2 separate regions of the Sus scrofa genome follow, and region 2 is linked to region 1. A link is a contact called in public Hi-C data. All regions are on one chromosome and are shown on one strand. Each heading gives the region's core, a stretch centred on a gene start, on an enhancer-like site or on the middle of the called end of the contact. The rest is flanking DNA. Distances are from core to core; before and after follow the strand shown. Region 1 holds the start of TTL (tubulin tyrosine ligase). Region 2 holds the start of TMEM87B (transmembrane protein 87B).

Region 1 (7,576 bases), core at 2,219-4,718:
GTGCTCTATAGTAAATCCTTGTTGTTTATCTATGTTATATATAGCAGTGTGTACTGTTAGTTCCACATACCTAATTTATCCCTCTCCATCCTCTTCCCCTTTGCTAGCCATAAGTTTGTTTTCTATGTCTGTGAGTCTGTTTCTGTTTTGTTAATGAATTCATTTGTACTATTGTTTGGATTCTACATAAGTGGAACCATACAATCATAAGTGACAGCATATAATATTTGTCTTTCTCTGCCACACTTACTTCACTCAATATGATAATCTCTACAAAAGCATCAAAGTTTTTTGTTTGTTTGTTTGTTTGTTTTTTTGTTTTGTCTTTTCTAGGGCTGCTCCCACAGCATATGGAGGATCCCAGGCTAGGAGTCTAATTGGAGCTGTAGCCGCTGGCCTATGCCAGAGCCACAGCAACGTGGGATCCGAGCCACGTCTGAGACCTACACCACACCATGGCAACACCGGATCCTTAACCCACTGAGCGAGGCCAGGGATCAAACCCGCAACCTCACAGTTCCTCGTGGGATTCGTTAGCCACTGCGCCACGACAGGAACTCCTCAAATTTTTTTTTTTTTTTTTTTTTTCGGTCACACTGTAGCATGTAGAGGTTTCCAAGCCAGGGATTGAACTCTTGCCACATCAGTAACCAAAGCCACAGCAGTGACAACTCTGGACCGTTAACCTGCTGAGCCACCAAGGAACTCCAAAAGTCTCCATTTTTGTTTAACATCATAAGAAAATGCATAGAGTTTTCAGCAGCACAAATAAAAGTAGAACCAAACAAAGGGAGTTTAAACTGAAGATGCCAGAGGTAAGAATAATTCATCTGAGAACAGCATACAATTAAGTAAAAAGTTTCAGGCACTGACTAGCTCTCTTGGTCTCTCTGGGACTGATGGCTGGTTCATACTTGAACTGCCTACCTTCTTATCCCCATGGCACTGGCATTCCTGAACCTTTACAGGCTGGGCCATCTCTTTGGGTTTCACACAGTGTACTTCAAGCAAAACGTAAATATTTCTAACAGGGAAGGCCAATAACCATCTGGTTGTGGGATGCCATTTTCTTTCCCATAAAAATTAAATGTTGGAGTTCTCACTGTGGTTCAGCAGGTTAAGAATCCAACTAGTATCCATGAAGATGCAGGTTCAATTTCTGGCCTTGCTCAGTGGGTTAAGGATCTGGCATTGCTGCAAGTTGTGGTGCAGTTCAAAGATGTGGCTCAGGTCCCAAAATGCTGTGGCTGTGTCATTGGCCAGCAACTGCAGCTCCAATTCAACCCCTAGCCTGTGACCTTCCATGTGCTGCAGGTGTGGCCCTAAAGAGAAAAAAAAAAAAAAAAAAAGTTTACTGAAGCTCCTACTATGGTGCAATGGGTTAAGAATCTGGTGTTGCCACCGCTGTGGCACAGGTCACAGTTGCGGCTCAGATTCTACCCCCAGCCTGGGAACTTCTGCATGCTACAGGTGCAGCCAAAAAACAAATAAATGTTTACTGATCATCTGCTGACTTCACGGTCACTGTTTAGGATTTGGACCCTCTAGGTTTGGTCTCTTTCTCCCTCACCTGGAACCTCGCAGCAGTGCCAACCACCCCTGCTGCAGCCCCCACAGAGCCATTTTTCGTCAGCTTTTAATTTTAGGATTCCACCTAAGCTCTGACCGCCGGGCACTGCTCAGTTCAAGGAGGAAAGTCAGTCAGGCAGGGAAGCATACAGAACAAGTCAGAAATAAACATTCTCGACTATACTCAGGGTTTCTTCTTTTGCTGAGGGCTTCCTGGGGAGACAGTTTCGCAAAAGGGAACTTCCAGGCACATTCTCTGTATTCCAAGACTTCTAGGGGTTGGAATCAGCCCTTCCATGGAGTCCTCATCATACATGGCACACTTGTACAACAATAGAAAGTTGTCGGTGGTCCTTTCCCAAAGAAAAAGTTTCAGCAAGCCTAAGTAGAAATACCCTTCATCCCTCAAATCATTACAGTCCCCCCCCCATAAGCCCATCAAGGGCTAGTCAATTCCAAATGGTCTATTTTCAGTCTTTCCCTATTCAACCTCTCCACCCTCTGACCACACCTATTTTCTAAAAACCGTACCCTCTCCGGACATAGAACACGGCTCTCTGAGAAGCCCTCCAAGGCAGGGATGACTTTTCCTCTTGACGGATTTGTCTCTGGCAATATGATCAGGTCCCCACCCCAGGGGAATTTCTGGCAGGGAACATGGCTACCCCTAGTGAGGCTGCAATTCCCCCATGACTGTGCAGTCAGAGGCCGTGAGACTACGTTCAGGTCAATGGGATGTGAGTCTGAAGTGCTGTGCACAACTTCTGGTTTACATCATCTAAAAAGGAGCCGCCGGTCCTCTGCTTCCCCAGCACCTTCCTCCAGAGGAAGATGTAGACGCGGTGGTGCCAGCTTCAACCACGTGAATGAAGGTAACTCCCGCAGAGAGAGTAGGGCTGAGAATCCAGCGTCACCTACCATCTGCATTCAACCCACGATCGTGAGAATGTGTTCTTTGGTGAAGCTAAGAGAAGACACCCTTCCGCCCTTCCCTGGGCTGGGCTCACTGCTGAAGCTCAGGCTTTCAGAATCCAGGTCTCTTCCAAATCCTTTGACAGTTTAACTGAGCCTCTGGGTAGCTGAATCCTCAGGGTTTTCAACACACACAAGCTCCCCTCCCGCGCCAACATAGGCAGGGCAGGATCCTTAGTGAAGAAAATGTGCAAGAGGACTCCGGCGAGATTTCAGCAGCGGGCTCCGCGTAGCCGCGCCCCGCCCGGCGATCTGTCCAGCGGACCTGCCGGATTTGGGGACGTCGGGCCTGGGGAATCCGGGAGACGCGAGGCCTGGGCTCCCCGCCCCCGGCTGCAGGGACGGGTCATGGTAAAGAGGCAGCCGCGGCTCCAGGAGCCCGCACCTACATTCCCGCCCCGAATCCGATTTAGGAGATGAGAAGGCACGAAAAACGATGGGCTTAGTCCTTTAAGGGATGCATTTTTTATCTATCTGCCCGAGAAACGACGGAGGGAAGGTTTCTGACCTTAAAACAAAAGCGCCCGTTCTACCGGGAGGAGCGGGAGGGCGCGAAACGGGGAAGCTCACCCAGTCTCCCGAAGGGCAGCCGGTTCCTTTCTCCCAGCATCAGGTTGAACCTGGGATTGTCCCGCCGTAGCCTCTTCCAGTGGCCGGTGGCGAGCAGCAGCCGGGAGACCTCGGCGTAAACGCTGCTGTTCTCGTCGCGCACCACGAAGGTGTACATGGTGAAGGGCCGCGCGCCGGGGCCACCCCTGCAGCCGCTGCAGGAAACAGCCGGCCAAGCGGCTGCTCAGCGTGGGACCAGCCGGGGCGACTGCCGCGCTCCCGACCCGTCGGCCCCGCCGGCCCCGCCCCACACGCTCCAGCCGCGCCCCCGCCAGCGGCCTGGGCGCCCGCCCCTCACGCTTCTAGGGTAGCCGGCCGCGGGCGCCCGGGCGCCCGCGCGTCTGCCAGAGCAGCGAGCGCAGCCCCGACGCCGCGCCCACTGTCGGCGCGGCTCCGCCTCCGCCCCGTGATTCCGCGCGGCCGGCTCCAGGGCGGGCGGATGGGAGGGGGCCTGTGCGCGGGGGGCGCGCCAGGCTCCCTCTCTGAGCGGGCTGCCAGCTGCAGATGGTGCGGGGGCTGGAGGAGGGGGCGCGGCTTTAGCCTCAGCTTCCCGAACAGGCCCCTGAGTGGGACCGGAAGCTGGGGCGGTCCTCCCGAGCCCGGGGTCACGGCCAAGGGGGCGGTGCCAGAGGAAGATCCCTTTTTAGGGCTTGTTCTGGTAGTTTTCAACCTACTCTTTCAAAGGGACGTTTTCTGGATGAAAACAGAAAGTTGTAAGTCCCCATTCTTTGTCCAAAATGGGCTTCTTTTACTTTCCTGCTTAAGGACCGCAGAGAACCCGAGGCGTAGAAGCGGCTGTTGGTTTCGTTTGGGTCGAATGCTTCCGTAGCCTGCTGAGACCTCCTGGATGGTGCATAGCCAGGGGGTGACTTCAGATTCGCCGATCACACACAGACCCTAGGATCCCTGGACTCCGCCCTGCCGTTTACCGGCGCTGGGCCACTCGCTTTTCGTCCTCCGGACCGATTTCCCCTTCTGAGTTGGCGGAAGGTGGTTCTTTTTTGTTGTTGTTGTTTGCCATTTCTAGGGCCGCTTCTGTGGCATATGGAGGTTCCCAGGCTAGGGGTCTAATCGGAGCTGTAGCCACTGGCCTACACCAGAGTCACAGCAACGCAGGATCCGAGCCGCGTCTGCGACCTACACCACAGCTCACGGCAACTCCGGATCCTTAACCCACTGAGCAAGGCCAGGGATCGAACCCTCAACCTCATGGTTCCTAGTCGGATTCGTTAACCACTGCGCCATGACGGGAACTCCGGAAGGAGGTTCTTTAAAGTCCCTTGGTTCTGATCCTACCTGACTTCCTTTTAGGAAACATTTTTGGTGCATTTTGAGGAATAGAGAGAGGACTCTACCAGATTTCCCGCAAACTTCCTACACTTCCTCAAAAATTAGCTACATCACCCATGTGCTTCCGATGTCTTACTCTTTAGAGAAAGAATATCCTGCGACCTTTCCTGTCCTGCTCTCCCTGTGCTCATGGTATCTACTTATATTGTAAAATTGCCCTCCTTTCTTCCATTTTGCCCATAGGCTCCACTGGCCATGGGAAGCTCGCTTAGAGGAGAAATGGGGCAAGACCCAGGAGTGCTGTAATGATGACGTTCCTTCACACCCGTCCCAGCAATCCGACATCCCTGAGGAATGCGGGTATCTAGTGCCCGGCTTCCTAACCTCCAGAGAATGAATCTGCCGGGAGGCATATATCCTACGCTCTATTTCAAGGTCGCTGCAGAAGAGTTCTGATTGTCCGCAGCTGCAACTTACTCCTTTCTGCATCTTCTCTTGTTAGGTTCCCTCCTTTTCCGGTTTTCTATCCCACCTGTCTTGGGGTCACTTTCGCAGTAAACCTCAAATCGTTATACCAGGACTACCTTTTTAGAGAACTCAGGCCAAAACGTTGTGGCTGCTTCTCTTCACAGCCAGTCATCTTGAAAGTGATACCTACTTTCAGCATGCCTGGGTCCTTTCACCCTCCTGCACCACCCACTCTCCCCTACAGGCCCGCTACTCTCTCTGCTGTGAATTTCATTAGGAACTCCTGTAACCTCTGTATTTGCAAATACAGTAGATACTTTTCTCCTTTTTTATCCCCACCCATATTTTGTAGTGAACATCATTTTTGGTATTGTTTTGTCCAGCAGCACCCCTTATCCCCTTTTCTTAATAATAAAACTCATCTTTCCCCTGGAAACCTGTTTTGTGTGATTCTGGTGGCATTGACACTGTCCATTGTTGTTTTGTTTTGCTTTTTAGGGCCACACCGAGCAGCATATGGAGGTTCTAAAGCTAGGAGTTGAATCAGAGCTGTACCTACTGGCCTATGCCACAGCCACAGCAACACCAGATCCAAGCCTCATCTGTGACCTTAACCCACTGAGCGGCGTCAGGGATCAAACCCGAATCCTCATGGATACTAGTCGGGTTCGTTACTGCTGAGCCACAACAGGAACTCTACACTATCCATATGGGCACAGGAAAATGAGTACTCAGGCTTGGTCCATTTCCACCCTTTTGCCATTGTGATGGTAAAACACAGGCTAGTGATCCAAATTTGCTGAACTGATTCTCTCTGGGATTTTTCTACCTGAGCTATGGAGAGAGCCTCTCTCTCCTGGAAGACTGTGGGACAGCATGCAGCTTTATTGCTATATTACAGAGGGGAAAACTTGTCTAAGAATTCAGCTTCCTATCCTACTTTGCATCAGGCCTGTATGCGGATTATGAATATGTTCTTGCCACATGATGTAAATGAAGTGATGGGTATTTCTTAAGATTTGGACATGCCTCTTCTTCTCCTAGAGACAGGATACAAAATCAATAACAATAGTGCCACAAAAAGTTGAAAGAAATTTACCAGAATTTATGCTGGGTCATTAAGCAATCCTCAACACATTTCAAAGGACTGAAATAATTCTGAGCACTTTCTCTGTCTGCAGTGGAATCAAGCTGCTTGGAAGTTAGTAAAACCCTTCCAAATAGCCCATGAGTCAATGAAGAAATCACAATAGCATGAAAAAACTTTTTAACTGAATGGTAACAAAGTTATGGTGTGTCAAAACTGGTAGAACACAGTTAAAGCTGTGCTTAAGTGGAAATTTACAGTCTATAGTATATATGTTATAAAAAGAAGAAAAACTGAAAATCAGTGATCTAAGCTTTCATCTCATGAAACTAGAAAAGAATATCAAATCAAACTCAGAGTAAGTGGAAGGAAAGAAAGGACAAGGGAAGAAGCCCAGAGAATAGAAAATAAATATACAATAAAGAAATCAGCTAAGCCAAAAGGCTGCTTCTTTATTATTGAAGTGTAGTTGATTCACAATATTGTATTAGTTTCAGATGTCCACACATATATTTTTTCAGATTCTTTTCTATTATAGGTTATTACATGGTCTTGAATATAGTTCCCTGTGCTGTAAAGTAAATCCTTATTGTTTATCTGAGGTTTTTAATTTTTTAAAAGACAATTTAAATTGTTATGCATTAAAGAAAGACAAAGAAAAATGAAAGGAAGCACAAATAACCAATATTAAAACAAAAAAAGTAGACATCACTAGAAATCCTGAAGACATGAGAAAGAATAAGAATTATTATTATTTTGCTAGTGAATTTGACAAGAGTCTATAAAATAGCATGAGGATTCTTGATCTCTGCTACATAGGTGCAGAATGTTAGCTGGGAATGTGCTTACCTCATTCACAACCTCAACCTCTGGCCAGTAGAAATGAGTCCTTGACCCTCCCTGACAACTCTTGCCTCTGGGAAACCACTTTCACCGATAAGGATTCTGAGCATCATCCACTGCTCCAGTAGAGTGAGCCTCCTTTAATGGCAAGAGAAAAGTTGCTGGTCCTATGGTCTTCCTTCAGTGGCAGAACTCCATGTTAAAGGGACAGATGGAATCAGCCACAGTCTAGGATTCCATAGATTTCCACAAAATCCAGCATTTGCTCTAGTATAAACACTTTTCAGATTGTTACATGCCTTTGGTCAGTTTTCCAAGGGCTGAAATGATTGGGGGCAATTCTGTCCATCTTCAGAGCTATTTTTAGGGAAGAGCATTTGACAGTCTCCTGACTCAAACATAGCCAGAAGTCCTGCCTAAAATCACTATCCTTCCCAACACTTTTGTATTTAATTATTTGAATCAAACTCTCTCTGTTTTAAGTAGCCAAAGTGGTTTCTGTTTTCCTGATCAGACAATACCCAAACATTATAGTCTTTAGGGACTTATTGCAAATCAAGGAATGGGTGATAATTTGAACAGGAAATAATTCTCAAAGTTTGCACACCACCCATGTGCCCAAATCACTGGTTTCCTCACTGGTAAAGTATAATGAATAATACTTACCTAATTAAATTGTTCTATGAAATAAATGAAGATGCTGTACAGAAAACACCGGGACATAGAACACATCTCAAA
Region 2 (7,576 bases), core at 3,461-5,960, 310 kb after region 1:
AACTTGATCTCAGTAGAGTTAAACATAGTTTTCCTGAATATCAAAGGTCCTGATTTCTAAAATGAAAAACAAAGAAATATAGAAAGAGCTTGTTAAAAATTTTCCCTCTACTGTTTAAGAGCATGGTGCTTTTTTTTGGGGGGGTTTTTTTTTGGTCTTTTCTAGGGCTGCACCTGTGGCATCTGGAGGTTTCCAGGCTAGGGGTCTAATCGGAGCTGTAGCCACCAGCCTATACCACAGCCACAGCAACGCCAGATCTGAGCCAAGTCTGCAACCTACACCACAGCTCATGGCAACACCAGATCCTTAACCCACTGAGCGAGGCCAGGGATTGAACCCGCAACCTCATGGTTCCTAGTCAGATTTGTTAACCACTGAGCCATGACGGGAACTCCAAGAGCATGGTTTTATGCTGGAAAAATATACAGTTCTAATCCTTTCACTTCTCCCTATGACCAGAGTGATTATTTTTCAAAAACATAAACCTGATCACTTCATTCTCTGGCTTAGAACCCTGTCCCATGGAACCCACTCCCTGCAGTGGATGTCAGGCTCCAGAAGGCTCCTGGGTCTAGCATCACAGCCTGGGGCCAGCAACACACAGGAGGTAAGGGCTGCTGCTACTGCACCATTACTGCTGCTCAGACAGAGAGTCTGTACATCTGCAGCTGTTCTCGGTATCAACATAAATGCTCTTCGAATAAAACCACCAGTCCCCTCGGTGTCCTCACAATAGACTAGTTCTCACCGTGGCCCCCAAAGCCCTGGATGGCCAAGGTCTGCCCACCTCTCTAGAACCTTTCCACCAGTTCCTCAAAAACACAATACTCCTTCCTGTACTCAAGACCTTGGTGGTCAACTTGAAAACTTAAAAACCCGTCCCCGTCACTCTTTCTTCATCTAGTTAATTCCCCCTTACCTTGAAAGCCCAGTTCAAAAGCCCCTTCCTTAGGGCGTCTTCCACAGGGCCTACACCAGGCCAGGCCCTCTCTTACATGGTCTGTAGGACCCATTCTTCACAATCTTTACCCCAAGCAAAACGACATCATGTACTAGTTAGTTATCTAATGTCTGCCCTCACCAAGAATAAAAATCCTGTGAGAAGATATTATGTTAAATGAACAGGTGGTTCAGGATTAAAGAAAAACACTGACAGGACAAGCAGCTCTTTCTTGACATTTTATCAGCTCCTCAACAGTTTCAACAATAAAATCCCCAGCCCAGATCCCTCCTCTGAGCTGCTTATGTGCACATACTCAACTACCAAGGTCAGGTCCACCAGGATGTTCAACACACTGGGATGACATTCCACGCCCACCTGCCCTAAACCAGACCCCCCTCTGCTCTTCACCAGCTCATCCTGCGCTGTCCACCTTGGCTGTAGATGATCCATCCTCAGTCACCCAAGCCAGGCTCCTACTGGTGCCTCACCTCCATCACCCAATCTCCACAGCATTCCCACTTTATATCACAGACACTTCCCAGATTTAGCTCTTTCTCTCCATTCCTGCCACCACTGCCCTAAGTGAGTCCCTCAACATTTCCTGCCTATGCTTCTGCAGTAACTGGTATCTCAACCCCCAGAGGTCCTTAAGTTTGAGACTCTCAGCCTCAGGCTCAAGGTCAAGATCAGACGTGGAAGGCTTATGGTGGCCCAAGTCTGTGCTAACACTCACTCCATCAGCAGAAACCCAGAAGTTGTTCTACCTTCTCCTTCTTCACCAAGGTAACGTCTACTCATCTTTACAGAACCAGCCAGACACCAACTCCAGAAAGTGGGGTTAGATGATGCCCTCAGTGCTCTAGTAATAACCAAAGAATGCCACCATGCATGTCATTACTACTTATGAAATTGCTGTCTCTACTACTATGTGAGCTTCTTGAAAGAGAAGACTGTGTCTAATATTCATCCTTGCAACAGCAATGGCCAGTGCAGTGCCTGGCACAGAGTAGGCGCTATTGACCTTTACAACCAAAGGAACCATTTCTCAATGTCATTTGCAGCAACATAGATGCAACTAGAGATTATCATAACAAGTGAAGACAGAAAGGGAAAGACATACCATATGACATCACTTATTTATTTATTTATTTATTGCTTTTTAGGGCCATATCTGCAGCATATGGCGGTTCCCAGGCTAGGGGTCTAATTGGAGCTGCAGCTGCCAGCCTACACCACAGCCACAGCAACGCAGGATCCGGGCCACTTCTGTGACCTACACCACAGCTCACGGCAACACTGGATCCTTAACCCACTGAGCGAGGCCAGGGATCAAACCTGCATCCTCATGGTTCCTAGTCAGATTGTTTCCACTGCACCGCAGTGGGAACTCCCCCATATGACATCGCTTATATGTGAAATCTAAAATATGGCACAAAGGAACCTAACTACTAAACAGAAACTAACACGCAGACATAAGAGTACAGACTTGTGGTTGCCAAGGAGGATGCACTGGGAGTTTGGGGTTAGTAGATGCAAACTATTTATTACATTTGCAATGGATAAGCAATGAGGTCCTGATGCACAGAGAACTATATGCAATCTCCTGGGATAGACCATGATGAAAAAGAATATTATAAAAGAATGTGTATATATATACATATAACTGAGTCACTTTGCTGTACAGTAGAAAGTGGCACAACACTATAAACCAACTATACTTTAATTTTTAAAAAATTTTAAAAAGGAACCATTTCTTGATAGATTTGTAGTACAAATAAAACTCTACTTTCCTGTTCTGAAGAACAAGTATTGATAACTTGAAATAGGAAAAAAAAATCCATCTACTCTTGGCAAAAAAGAGCTTTATGGGCTGCTACTGGCACATAGGACTAAAGATTATGTGGGACCCAAAGAAAAATTTATCTTCCTTATAGAGGAAGCAATGGCATTCTCTCCTCATGGCCTCTGGAATCTCACCATCCAAGTATACTGGGTAAAGACTTTTATAGATACGGTCAAGCAGTCTGTTCACAGCTGATTCACTTCCAATATATTCAGACTTAGTTTATGCTACTGACCATACACTACAGAAGCGGCATGAAATTCAAAGAAACTGCATGAAATTACTGTTCAGAGAAATTCAATAATGTAGATATGCAGGTTCTATCACCAGCACACAAAATAGGGCAGCAACCCAGAAGAATCCTAGAAGAAATGGTAGCACTGGGTCTTAAAAATTCAGTTTCCGTCCTGACGCAGTGGATGACGAATCCGACTAGGAACCATGAGGTTGTGGGTTCGATCCCTGGCCTTGCTCAGTGGGTTAAGGATCCGGCGTTGCAGTGAGCTGTGGTGTGGGTCACAGATGCGGCTCGGATCCCACGTTGCTGTGGCTCTGGTGTAGGCCAGAGGCTACAGCTCGAATTCGACCCCTACCCTGGGAAACTCCGCATGCCGCGGGAGCGGCCCAAGAAATGGCAAAAAGACAAAAAAAACAAAAACAAAAACAGAAGGACATCTACTCTCCCAGGTAGGTTTGTGTTGTAGGAAGAATTTGTAGCCTCTCGTGCTACTTTCTTTTTCTGGCTGAGGAAATCGAAATATAAGTTTTGCCTTTAGAATTCGGACGTTTCTATACATGGGAAAAATACTCATCTCAAACAACTGGACGAATCATCTTACTCTAAAAGAGCAGGACATAAAGCCTCTTCAACTTCCTGTCTCTTCTTTAGCAAATCTTTCCAAAATTCTACCCCTGCATTCTTCCCACATCACCTCATGTAACTACTTGATGCCAAGTTCTCAAATGGCCTGCCCTGGAAAGGAAGAGTTTCCACGCATTCATGCCTCCAGACTAGCTCGCAAATATCCTTTAATTACACATTCCGCCCCAACTCCCCACACACATATACTCTCGGAGCTGTGATAGGAGGCCGAGAGAAATCCAGGAGCCCCAAAATAGGGAAAGAGGGGTGGGGTGACTACTGCATGTTCCACTGTCATTTAAGGGGGGAAAAAAAAGAGTAAGAAAGAAAGCGGCACATGCTCTTTCTAAATGTACGCGGAAACTGAAGCCGGGCAAGTCCTCCCTGAGGCCTCACGGGTGTGGCCCTGTGGCTGCACCCGGGCACGAAGAAGGGTCAAATCCAAAGATGCCCCTGGGAGTGCCGAGGGGTTCTGGGCTCAGGTCTGAATAAACGAGGACCCGATCTAGCCAGGGCGTGTCCGGGCGGAGCGAGGGACCAGGCCGTCGAGAAAGGTGATCCTCAGGAACAGGAACAGGGCTCCGAAGGGAGAGCCGTTCCCTGCACACAAGCTTGACTGGTTTTCTCCCTAGGTCGGGCCAGGGGAGACAAAAGGCCCAGAGAGCGTATTAGGGCACCCGGAGCAGGCCCGGTCAGAGGAATAAGCTGGGTCCCCGGCGAGCCCCGGGAACACCCTGAGGACCGGAGAGGTGCGTCTCCTTGGTGCCGACGCTCCACTTACGTCATTGACCGTCGCTGCCCAGAGTCCAAGCTCGGGCACAGCGCCCACAGCCGCCGGACCCCAGCACAGAAGGCAGAGGGCGACGCGCAGCACCGGACCCCCGGTGGGAAGGAACCAGAACCCAGCTCGTGCGGCAGAAGCCATCTTGACGCGGAATCCGCACCTGGCGCTCCGTGACGCCCGCCAAGCCCGGGGCCCGCACCAGGTGCAGCTCCGCCCCTGGGAGGCGGGCTCGGGTCCGGGAAGTGTGGCTGGGACATGGAGGCGGGGCTCGAGGCCGGCCACTGCGTGGAGCTGGAGGCGGGGCCAGAGCGTGGAAAGAACGGGTGCGGGCGGGGGAGGAGGGTCGGAGCGTGAGGGCGGGGCCAATATGGGGGGCGGGGCCGGGGAGGAGGCGGGGCTCTGAATCTGGCGGCTACGGAGGAGGGGGTGGGTATGGGGGCAAGGGGTGGGTCTCAGGGCCGGGTCGGGGGGCGGGGCTTGGGGAGGCGGGGCTCAGAATCCTGCCCTAGCTGGTTTCTGCTTCCGCCCCAGGCGGGAGGCTCAGATCTCAGGCTCCGTGGGGTTGTGGACGGATGCGTAGGGAGGAGTTGCTAGCTAAGGTTTTGCTTTATTTCATTTTCTTGAATTCTCTCCGTTTGCCAGTACTACAGTCACCTCAGCACGAGGGAAACAAACTGTCCTCTAAATTCACCGTAAGTGCCGGGAAAGTGCTTTGAGGTAGGGTCAGTTGAACCCAAGGCATTGTATTGTGTGTGTAATGCCATGTCTGTAGGACAGTTAATAATTTTCAGAACAAATAAAGTTCCCCGATTGCTTAAATCTCTGAGGGGCAGAGCTTGGGTCTAATTGTGTACTTCAGGCATTTTTGACTGTGAAAGCTAAATAAATCTCTTGCCAAAGAGAACTATGGTAGTTTATTTTTAAATGTAAATAATGTCCAGAGGGAGAATAAAATCCTGATTTTGTTGCAGGAAGCTGGATACCTTCCAAGAGCCTGAGTATTGCCTCTTGTCCGACACTGGGAAATAAATTGTCCGAGGAGACGCATAAGCTGACAAAGCAAAAGACTTTATTGGGGAGTTCCCTTTGTGGCTCAGTGAAAACGTATCCGACTAGAATCCATGCGCATGTGAGTTGGATCCCTGGCCACGATCACTGGGTTAAGAATCCGTTGCGGTGAGCTGTGGTGTAGGTCGCAGATGCAATTCGGATCCTGAGTTGCTGTGGCTGTGGCATAGCCTGGCAGCTACAGCTCCATTTCAATCCCTCACCTGAGAACCTCCAAATGCTGCAGGTGCGGTTCTAAAAAGAAAAAAAAAAAAAAAAAAAGACTTTATAAGACTTTATTGGGAAGGGATACTGGGTTGTCTCTGGCCAATCATCTTGCTTGTCCCATATTTGGTCACCAAGCTCAGGGTCCTTGGTGACTGGCACCTCTCAGCCAAGATGGATTCCAGCGCCAAGGATCCTGGGAGGCTGGTTGTCTCCTCCCTCCCAAATTCTGCCCTGTTAGACTTCAGGGCAGAACCACATTCCTTATCAAACCCTCCTATTGTGAAACAACTCCTGCAAGAGTCTATTACCGTGTCTGGCCATAGTGGGTTGTTCCAGTCAGTGGTTCCCTAACAATTTAACCGTGTCATTAATGTAAGATAGGATCTATTTATAGTTAAGAGGACCTGGCCAGTTTTTCAGCCAGTAATTATTGAGAACCTAATAGGTACAAAGACTGCAGGTGCATTCCATCCATGCCTTTCCCAGGAGACAGACAGTGTGCTCAGTCTATATGGGTACGAATAACAAGTGTGGAGAGATCACACAAGAGCATCCACCAGAGATTTAGAAGGTAAGGCTGGTGGAAGGAGAGGACATGAGATCATTTAAGTCCTAGGAAGAGTTAACGGTGAGTTAGTTGTGGGAGCCAGGGGTAGATTTGAAGGTGTTTTAGGAAAGAGAGGAAAGCCTGTGTTAAGGCTTGGAGGAACAAAAAGACCTACCAAATGACTAGGTATTGGTATCAGATGGACCTTGGCAAGAGTGAGAAATTTAAACAGTGCAGAAATATCCAGCTCCTCCTAAGCCTGGATAGGAAGATAGCGCTTTAGTCTAAGAACATCAGAGGGGCAACAGTGTTTTTTGTTTTTGTTTTTTTTTTTTTTTTGCTTTTTAGGGTTGAGCCGGATGCATATGGAGGTTCCCAGGCTAAGGGTACAGTTGGAGCTACAGCTATCACAGCCATAGCAACATCAGATCCAAGCAATGTCTGCAACCTACACCACAGCTCATGGCAACACCAGATCCTTGACCCACTTTTCGAGGCCAGGGATGGAACCTGCAACCTCATGGTTCCTAGTCTGATTCATTTCATTCATTTCTGCTGCACCATGATGGAATCTCCTTTCTTTCTTTTCTTTTTTTTGAACAGTGGTTTTTAAGCAAGGAGAATGAGGTGATCAAAAAGATAATTTTTGTTGTTCTATGAAAACTGTGAAAGAGGGCAATAAGATAACCAGTTAAGAATATTTCAATAATTTGTATGACCAGTTGAGAATAAATTACAGTAATTAAGAGATGGTGGCCTCAGCTATAGAAGCAGTTATGAGGATGGAGATTTGGATGGATGCCAGGGATATGGGAAATGAAGATTTTAAATTAAGAAAGCCTTGGTAATTGATTAGATATTGGAGCTTAGGAAGGAGTGGGGTTAAGGCTGGAATAAATGAAATGTGGAACATCTGGAGGAAGAGGAGAAAAATTGGGAGATCCAGGACCAGTCGTCTTCACAAAGGGTCAGTTTACTCAGGTAGCTGTACCCTGGGGACAGGAAATACCCAAACAATTCAAGGAATTTGCAGACAGAATCATAGTTGGTATTGGCTACCTATTAGAAAAGGAGGCATAAGGGCCCAGGTAATAAACAGAGTCACCTGGGTACACAGAACACATCGCGGTAATTTTCCTGGCTCCAGAGTGTATACACATAATTGATAGCTGGCACAACCTCACCCTGGTCCTTGGTGTCTAGGATGAGAGCTGTGATAGTGGGGAAGGCCAAGTAGAAACTTCTGAATCTGGCCTGCTAACCAAACCATTTTGTCTCCTGGGGGGAATGGCAGAAATTAGTGCTACTTTTTTTCCTCCACA

What was found. A called contact is a pair of places that touch in the nucleus more often than the background predicts.
Region 2: a Hi-C map of liver shows a contact between it and region 1, with 2.7 times the contacts expected there. The contact joins the promoter of TMEM87B here to the promoter of TTL in region 1. A contact is called at or near these places in 4 of 47 Hi-C or Micro-C datasets (heart right ventricle, liver and skeletal muscle) and 1 of 2 datasets of contacts at active chromatin or transcription factors (alveolar macrophages).

Annotation. Positions count from the first base shown.
Region 1 is chr3:44,019,143-44,026,718 of Sscrofa11.1, forward strand. TTL (tubulin tyrosine ligase) reads right to left here and starts at 3,469. Exons shown (of 7, transcript NM_001004041.1): 1 at 3,112-3,469. The coding sequence starts at 3,268.
Region 2 is chr3:44,323,060-44,330,635 of Sscrofa11.1, forward strand. TMEM87B (transmembrane protein 87B) reads right to left here and starts at 4,711. Exons shown (of 20, transcript XM_021087028.1): 1 at 4,430-4,711; 2 at 1-56. The coding sequence starts at 4,573.